2 separate regions of the Hordeum vulgare genome follow, and region 2 is linked to region 1. The links are chromatin contacts, called in public Hi-C maps. All regions are on one chromosome and are shown on one strand. Each heading gives the region's core, a stretch centred on a gene start, on an enhancer-like site or on the middle of the called end of the contact. The rest is flanking DNA. Distances are from core to core; before and after follow the strand shown. Region 1 overlaps LOC123425699 (myosin-3-like). Region 2 has its middle 42 kb from the start of LOC123429856.

What was found. A called contact is a pair of places that touch in the nucleus more often than the background predicts.
Region 2: a Hi-C map of leaf shows a contact between it and region 1, with 6 times the contacts expected there. The contact joins two enhancer-like sites. A contact is called at or near these places in 3 of 6 Hi-C or Micro-C datasets (leaf and seedling).

Annotation. Positions count from the first base shown.
Region 1 is chr2H:167,026,938-167,031,008 of MorexV3_pseudomolecules_assembly, forward strand. It overlaps LOC123425699 (myosin-3-like), which reads left to right. Exons shown (of 24, transcript XM_045109411.1): 21 at 1-89; 22 at 172-296; 23 at 586-792; 24 at 1,051-1,944. The coding sequence ends at 1,524. Among protein-coding and RNA genes, the nearest start is that of LOC123425699, 13 kb to the left of the region's middle. Within about 2 kb of position 2,179, at least 1 of the 3 cell types and tissues checked has open chromatin away from gene starts, as enhancers often do. A contact at or near this core is called in leaf, where this site is marked.
Region 2 is chr2H:167,575,414-167,579,420 of MorexV3_pseudomolecules_assembly, forward strand. No RefSeq gene overlaps it. Among protein-coding and RNA genes, the nearest start is that of LOC123429856, 42 kb to the left of the region's middle. Within about 2 kb of position 1,893, at least 3 of the 3 cell types and tissues checked have open chromatin away from gene starts, as enhancers often do. A contact at or near this core is called in leaf, where this site is marked.

The DNA.
Region 1 (4,071 bases), core at 929-3,428:
AGCTGTTCTCATACAGAAGTATACTAGGCGTCGACTTGCAGCCACCATGTTTACTGATCAGCTAAAAAATATTGTTGTTCTACAGTCTGGTAATTTTTGAAGGCGTAGTATCACAATATTGCAGTAGATAATTGCGTTCATCTAATCATCTGCTTCCGTATGTTTCTGCAGTGATGCGTGGGTGCCTGGCCAGGAAGAAATTCAAGTGCCTGCAGGAAGAAAAGGAATCTAAAGTCATTAACATCAAAGTTAAAAGGGATGTAAGGAATAACATTTCACAAGCGGGGTTATGCCATGTGAGTTCTAGGTCACGAGATCTCTATATTTTATCCGTTATAAATCTAGCAAGACCCAGGGGTCTGCTGCATACAGCTTTTATGCATCAGTGGATGGGTAATAATTTACTATTGAGTCCAGCACCAGACGGAAACTAATATACTGTGTGCCTAATCATCAATAAAAAGCTACTGAATATGTTTGTTTTGTTATCTAAGATTTCCCTGCACAAGCTTCTATTGTTTCAACTGCCTGATGGCAGAGGTGTCAAAGGTTTGATATTTTTTAATGATTTGCATCCCATGTCAGGAAATGAATGGAGTGTATCCTCGCCAACCAGTTGTCACAGAACTCCAGGGACGTGTTTCAGAAGCTGAGGCTTTATTGCGAGACAAAGAGGAAGAAAATGCGATGCTGAAGCAACAATTGGAACAGTATGAGAACAAATGGTCAGAATATGAGGCCAAAATGAAAGTTATGGAAGAGGCATGGAAGAAACAGCTCTCTTCTCTGCAGGTAAATCATCTATAATATAATCACTTCGTAGCTTGTATTTTTATTTAAGGCACTTGATCAACATCTTCTAAAACATGAAATTCATCTGTTTAGAAATGACAACATATACTACATCAGCATGCCTTGAACTAAAGAATAAATGCATCTAGAGTTTGAATATTTGAATGTTAGAGAAGAGTGGCTCATAAGTCCATGACATTCAGTAGTGGCTTTTTGCATTACCCTTGAGATGACATGATCCTCTTGTTTTCCTTTCAGTTGAGTCTCGTGGCTGCTAAGAAGAGCCTAGCTTCTGATGACATGGTCATCCGAGCAGCTCGGACTGATACCACTCCAACGCATGCTCAATACGACTCTGAAGATACAATGTCCACAGGGACCCATACCCCGGAAGGAACAGAGTTGAAATTCCAAAACCACAACCCTGAACCTAGAGTGGTGACGGGAAACTCAGATAGGCGGATAAATGTAGTGAATCACCTAGCAAAGGAGTTTGAGGACAGGCGGCAGGTGTTTGACGACGACGCTGGCTTCCTTGTCGCCGTGAAATCTGGACAGATCGGTTCGAATATGAATCCGGATGACGAACTCAGGAAGCTGAAGGACCGGTTTGCTACATGGAAGAAAGACTACAAATCTCGGTTGAAGGAGACCAAGGTAAACCTTCAGAAGGTCAGCAGCCATGACGAGAAATCTCGGAAAAGATGGTGGGGGAAGAAGAGCTCCAAGTGAACATGGAAGCTACAAGGTCAGAGCATTTCCTCACATTTTGCGTGCAATTGCATCAAATGAAGAGATCAACAGATGGCAGGAGAGAAGGCGGTTTCGTGATTCTCACTCTCTATCACGATCAAGCCTGGTGAGATGGCGGAGACGGTGGACTCCATCGCTGATACCTGCGCGTCCAGTTTTTTGGGAGTGTCAGAAAGAATTGCAAGAGGCACAGCAAGAGATCTGTACATGTATGTTAGTTCTGAGTTGTCAGTGTATGTATGTGTATGTTGTCGTGTATGTAGAGCGATGAACCGGAAATATGAAAGGGTAATTAAATACAGATTATCCGCCCGAGAGCGAATAGAGATGCAACAGCAGGACTCTAATATGTGTACAGCAAAGAAATCGTTGGAATGTGCAAGGCGTTTGATTCCATTTTTTTCTCCTCCCTTGCCTGAGTTCGGCCCTGAGTATGCCAAGTTTTCTGAGTAACAGCTGCTCGGCATGTGTCACAGCCACTGGCGCTCAAATATCATTTTCCTTTTGAAATTTAGCTAGGAACTGCCTGCTAGTTGTGAGGAAACATTTGGTATCTGGCTGAAACAGACTTGCCCTGCTATCATGTACTGTTATTGCTAGTCCTCGGTGACCGATTTGGGCAGTGGTTTCATCATTCATATTCCCATCGCTCCAAAATAAGTGTCTGCTCCATGCTGCCCTGCTCGTGATTCTTCATCTGGACATTGCACATGAGTTGAGGACACTCTCCCCTGAGGAATGGGACATCCGCTCAAGGCTCAAGCGGAGGGTGATTAGTTTGACGGCTCTCGAAAGGGCTAGGAAGAGCTAGTGTGCGACGCTCTCCCCTGAGAAACGGGACATCCGCTCGAGGCTCAAGCGGAGGGTGATCAGTTTGACGGCTCTGGAGAGGGCTAGGAAGAGCCAGTGTGCGCGGCTGGCAAACCTAAGGCACGGGGATGCAAACACTAAATTCTTCCACCGCCGCATCAATGCTAGAAGAAGGAAGAATCATATCCATGGTATTAAGCACGTGCAGGGATGGGTGACTGAGCACAAGGAAAAAGAGAAGATCATCCATAACCACTTATCTAAGGCAATGGGTCGGGGAATTGGCAACAATAGAGCCTTCAACTGGGAGGAGCTTGGAGTCGAGGCCCGTGATTTGCATGATTTGGGTAACACCATCACGGAAAAGGAGGATTGGACGACCATAAAGGAAATGCCTTCTGATAAGGCGCCCGACCCGGATGGCTTCACGGGAGTTTTCGTCAAGAAGTGTTGGGGCATCATCAACACTCTCTCATGCGGGTGATTCAACGCTTTGATTCCCTTCACACCTTCAATCTTCAATGGATAAACACCGCCAATTTGGTTCTCCTGTCAAAAAAAAGAGGGGACGGAGGGCATCTCTGACTACACGCCTATCTGTCTCATACACGCCATGGCCAAAATCATTGCCAAGGTCCTATCCTTACGGCTTGCTCCCCACATGGATGAGCTGGTCTCCAACACACAAAGTGCTTTCATCAAGAGGCGTAGCATTCACGACAACTTCTTGTGCGTCCGGAACTTTGCGAGGCGGCTACACAAATGCAAGACCCCAACACTTCTATTCAAGTTGGATATCAGAAAGGCCTTCAACTCCAATAAATGGGAATATTTTTTAGATCTCATCCAGCATATGGGATTCTTGGACAAATTCCGGGCATGGATTGTTGCGTTGCTCTCCTCATCCTCGTCTTGCATTCTTCTCAACGGGATCCCCGCCCCCATCAAGCACGGGGCCGGTTTCCGCCAGGGTGACCCAATCTCCCCACTGCTCTTCGTCATCGCAATTGATCCATTTCACAAGATCCTAGATTTGGCAACCAGGAAAGGCCTACTGCACAAGATTCGTGGGCGAGGCCCTGTGGTGCGTACCTCCCTTTATGCGGATGCTGCTGCCGTCTTTATGGCTCATATCAAGACGGACATTGACAACCTTGCTTCCATTTTGAGAGGTTTTGGAGACGTCACTCGCCTCTGCACCAACTTTCAGTAAAGTTCCGTCGTGCCGATCAACTACACTCATCTTAACCTTGGACACATCCTCCAGAGTGTGCCGGCAAACCGTGCCTCTTTTCCGGTGAAATACCTTGGCTTGCCACTCTCTGTTTGGCAACTTAGGAAGGTGGACTTCCATTATCTCGAGGACAAGGCAGCAAACAAGTTGGGCATGTGGGACGGATAAAACATCACTACTATTGGTCGCACAACCCTTGTTAAGTCGGTCATCTCCTCCCAAGCAATTTTCTCGATCACGCTTCTCACGGTGCCGACAGGCACGCTAAACAACCTCAATAAGTTGAAGCGGGCATTTTTGTGGTCCAACGCGAACAAGACAACGAGCGCCAACTGTAAAGTTAATTGGAATTCCTTGTGTCGACCAAAGGAGTACGGGGGTCTAGGGGTTCTCAACACTGAGAAGTTTGCGCGTGCCTTACATCTTTGATGGCTATGGTATGAATGGAAGGCGCCTCACAAGCCTTGGTTGGGTTTTGGCAA
Region 2 (4,007 bases), core at 643-3,142, 550 kb after region 1:
CATTGTATGGCTTAAAACAGTCGGGGCGGATGTGGTACAACCGACTAAGTGAGTTCCTTCTTCAGAAAGGTTATTACAATTGTGATGATTGCCCATGTGTCTTCATCAAGAAGTCCTCTACAGAATTTTGTATCATTTTTGTGTATGTTGATGATCTCAACATCATCGGCAGTGCACCAGATATTGATAAAGCACACAATCACCTAAAGATGGAATTTGAGATGAAGGATTTGGGTCAAACCAAATTTTGCTTGGGTCTCCAACTCGAGCACCTTACCTCAGGAATAATGGTACACCAAGCTGCCTATATCCAGAAAATATTGGAGAAATTCAATATGGACAAATCCTACCCATCTAAAACTCCCATGGTGGTTCGATCTCTAGACGTAGAGAAAGATCCATTCAGACCAAGGGATGATGGTGAAGAGATTTTGGGACCCGAGGTTCCATATCTCAGTGTTGTTGGAGCGCTGATGTATCTTGCAAATTGCACAAGACCTGACATTGCATTTGCAGTAAATCTACTTGCTAGACACAACGCAGCTCCCACCAAACGACATTGGTCGGGAGTCAAGAATGTCTTTCGATAGCTCCAAGGCACAAAGGATCTTGGCCTATTTTTTCAATTCCAGGAAAAACTGTACTCTGGTATAATTGGATATACAGATGCTGGATATTTATCTGATCCCCATAATGCTAGATCGCAGACCGGCTTTGTGTTCCTACATGGTGGAACTGCTATATCATGGAAGTCTTCGAAACAGACCCTAGTTGCAACATCTACCAATCATTCTGAAATAATTGCTTTATATGAGGCATCGCGTGAATGCATGTGGCTTCGCAGAATGATAAACCACATACAACAGTCATGTGGAATTGGTTCTATCGAATCACCTACCATTATCTATGAAGATAATGCGGCTTGTGTTGCACAGATGCAAACATGATACATAAAGAGCAATATCACTAAGCATATTGCCCCTAAGTTGTTTTATCCCCATGAACTCCAGAAAAGTGGTGAAATCAACATCTTGCAAGTCAAGTCATGTGATAATCTTGCTGATCTTTTCACAAAGTCTCTACCAGCTTCAACATTCCAGAAATACCTTCATGGAATTGGTATGCGACGGCTCCAAGATTTGCAAGAGTCAGGGGGGGTATCTTCCTGAACTGTTCCTGTTCAAAGCCTCATATTACACTCTTTTTCCCTTTCTGAGTTTACTTTAGAGGTTCTCATCAAGGTTTTTAATGAGGTAATATCAACATAAGATCATATGTCATACTATCTGTTTTCCCCACCGGGGTTTTTAGGAAAGTATATACGACATATTTATTGCCCTCTTATTCTATGGATACATTTCATATAGAGTTGACGGAGGCAATAATCATTATATGCGGTATCATTTTCTTCTTATTTTCCCACAGGGTTTGAAGGAGTTTTAGCTGCATATACTACACCACTCCTTATATTTTTCCCACAGGGTTTTTGGAGGAGACAATTTCAAGATGATGAACACGCTCAAGGACAAGTATAGATTAGGGGGAGTGTTAGAATTTAATTAATTATGTAATTAATTAAGTAATCTCTACTTGTAACCGCACGTGGATCTCTCCCACGATGCGGAACCGACATATCCTTCCTGGAGCGTCGCCTCCAGGAACCGCCTTTCCCCTGACATATAAGTGTTCATCATTAAGGAATAATACAGACAGTTGATTCATTTTACATCTCTCTTGTTTAGATTACAACACGATCGAGCTAATTGAACAGTGATAATGCTTTACGTCCCACGTGGCAATTAAAAAAAAAACTGAGTCGTTATCCAATAGCATCCTCCCGATCTACGGCAGGTGGGGTCCTCCAACTAGCGAGGGGTCCCGCTCAACCCACCGTACGTGCGTGAGATTATCGCCTGCATTATGTGATGTGGTCCGCCCGATCTGCACTGCCGCGTCAACAGCAATCTCGACCGGCGCCAGCAACCGGAGGAGACCACTCCTCTGTTGCGGTTTTCGAGCGGACCGGCTTCGAGGACCCGACCCCGGCTTACTCGTCGCCGGCTGGCTAGCCGCGGGTCACGCCATCGGGGTGTATGGTTCGTGTGGCGTCATGTCCGCCGAGTTTGTCATGCACGCATGATTGATCGCCAGGCCACGCACGCAGGCGTCGTGCATGCTCGCCGGAGCGTTCGTTGCCCGTCGTCTTCGTTATCACGGAAGCGGGAGGAGCTCTGGGTCTGCTAGTCTCTGCCGAGACGATGACACATGATATGCTTACGGGGGTGGTGTGATGGTTCGTCGGTTTCGTGGTATAGCGCATTATTTTGGCCTGGAATCGTGCGTTTCGCTTATCCTCGACCTGGAGTCTGGAGAGCAGCGGGAGGGATGGACGGACGAGCTGCTTGCTTCTCTGCCGACGGGACGCTTTCCTGGAGAGCTAGCTCTTTTGTCTGCTTAACGTGTTGGCGTGTGTACGTTTCCCTTAACATAAAAAGTGATCATGTCTTGCTGCATCAACATACGTTTAGGGATGAGGTTATTTAGCCCGGCCGCTTGCGTCCCGCATCCTGCACTTGCTGGTTCCTCACTCCATGATGCTAATTTTTCCTCCACAAGACTGTCTCTCATGCAGTAACGTTAGCCTTTCCAACTACTCCCCCCGTTCCTAAATATAAGTCTTTTAAGATATTCGATTTGAATAGGAGTCTACATACAAAGCAAAATAAGTAAATCTATACTTTAAAATATATCTATATACATCCGTATGTAGTCTACTAGTAGAATTTCTAAAAAGACTTATATTTAGGAATGGAGGGAGTACTCGATTGTGATGCCACCGCTTTCTAATAAGGAAAAAGAATCAGAAAAGATTGTTGGCTTTTCGTCACAGCATCGATCACATCAAAATATCATAAACACATGCGATAAACATTTTTATCAAGGATCCTTGTTGTGTCTTTATTTTCCTCTTTATTGGTTTTCTCTTTTTCTCTTCATACAAACTTAAAACACTATGCATGTGTATATATGTACACAGCCATAGAAGCAAACACAACTAGAAACGACTCCGACACACTCTTTCTGTTCTAATCAAACTTATCAAAACTAATTAACCGGTAAGTTGTTTAATAAAAACTTGCTAACTAAAACTTTAATATGTTTGGATTATCTACCAATCACTTTGTAATTGAAACATCCAACTCTTTACACGAGAAACATACGCACGATCATCTCTTCATCTCGTTATGACGGTGACCTCGAGTGACGCAACTTACTGGACCACACCTCTCCATTTTTTTAATGATGAACACCACTCATCATCATCCTTTCTTTATGCCGACTTATAGACTGAAATCAACGATAATCCGGACTACCAGCTACGCTGCGACATCTTAGCCTGCTACATGCAGACTAAATGCATAGCCTCATATAGGAACTCGATTTAACTCGTCCGCATCCATCCTCACGTTGATCTTCATCTTCACATCGGTTTCGCGCATACGAGGAGACACATCTCTTCACCCGCCACATATTCTCATTGTCGTCGATGCCACATCTTGCCGAACGACACCCCTGTCCAGCGGCAACACAACTCGTCATATATGTGCAACTCAACTTCATCATATATGAACTCGCCAGAACTCCTTGATCACGAATGAAAACGCAAGGCACAAATTCCTTTCTCCATCCGCTCTCAATCTCCTCCGCGAGTGATGCGTCTCAACTGTAGCACAAGACTCACACACCTGAGCTCTTGAACGCACCTTGCAAGAACTCATGTGCACACCTTGATGATGGCTCATCACTTTCTCGTCTCCTCCTTAATCCCTCCAACGATGATCTTGATGATTTCCTTGGTGTCCGAACTTTGGAACCTCCATAACCATCAACGGCCACCAACGCTTTGTCGATCACAACCCATCGCCCTCCTCCACGTCGTTCCGCCAAACGACAATCACCCGTCACCTCGCTTGTGGCAACACCCTCACCGCCTTCTCATTGTCGCT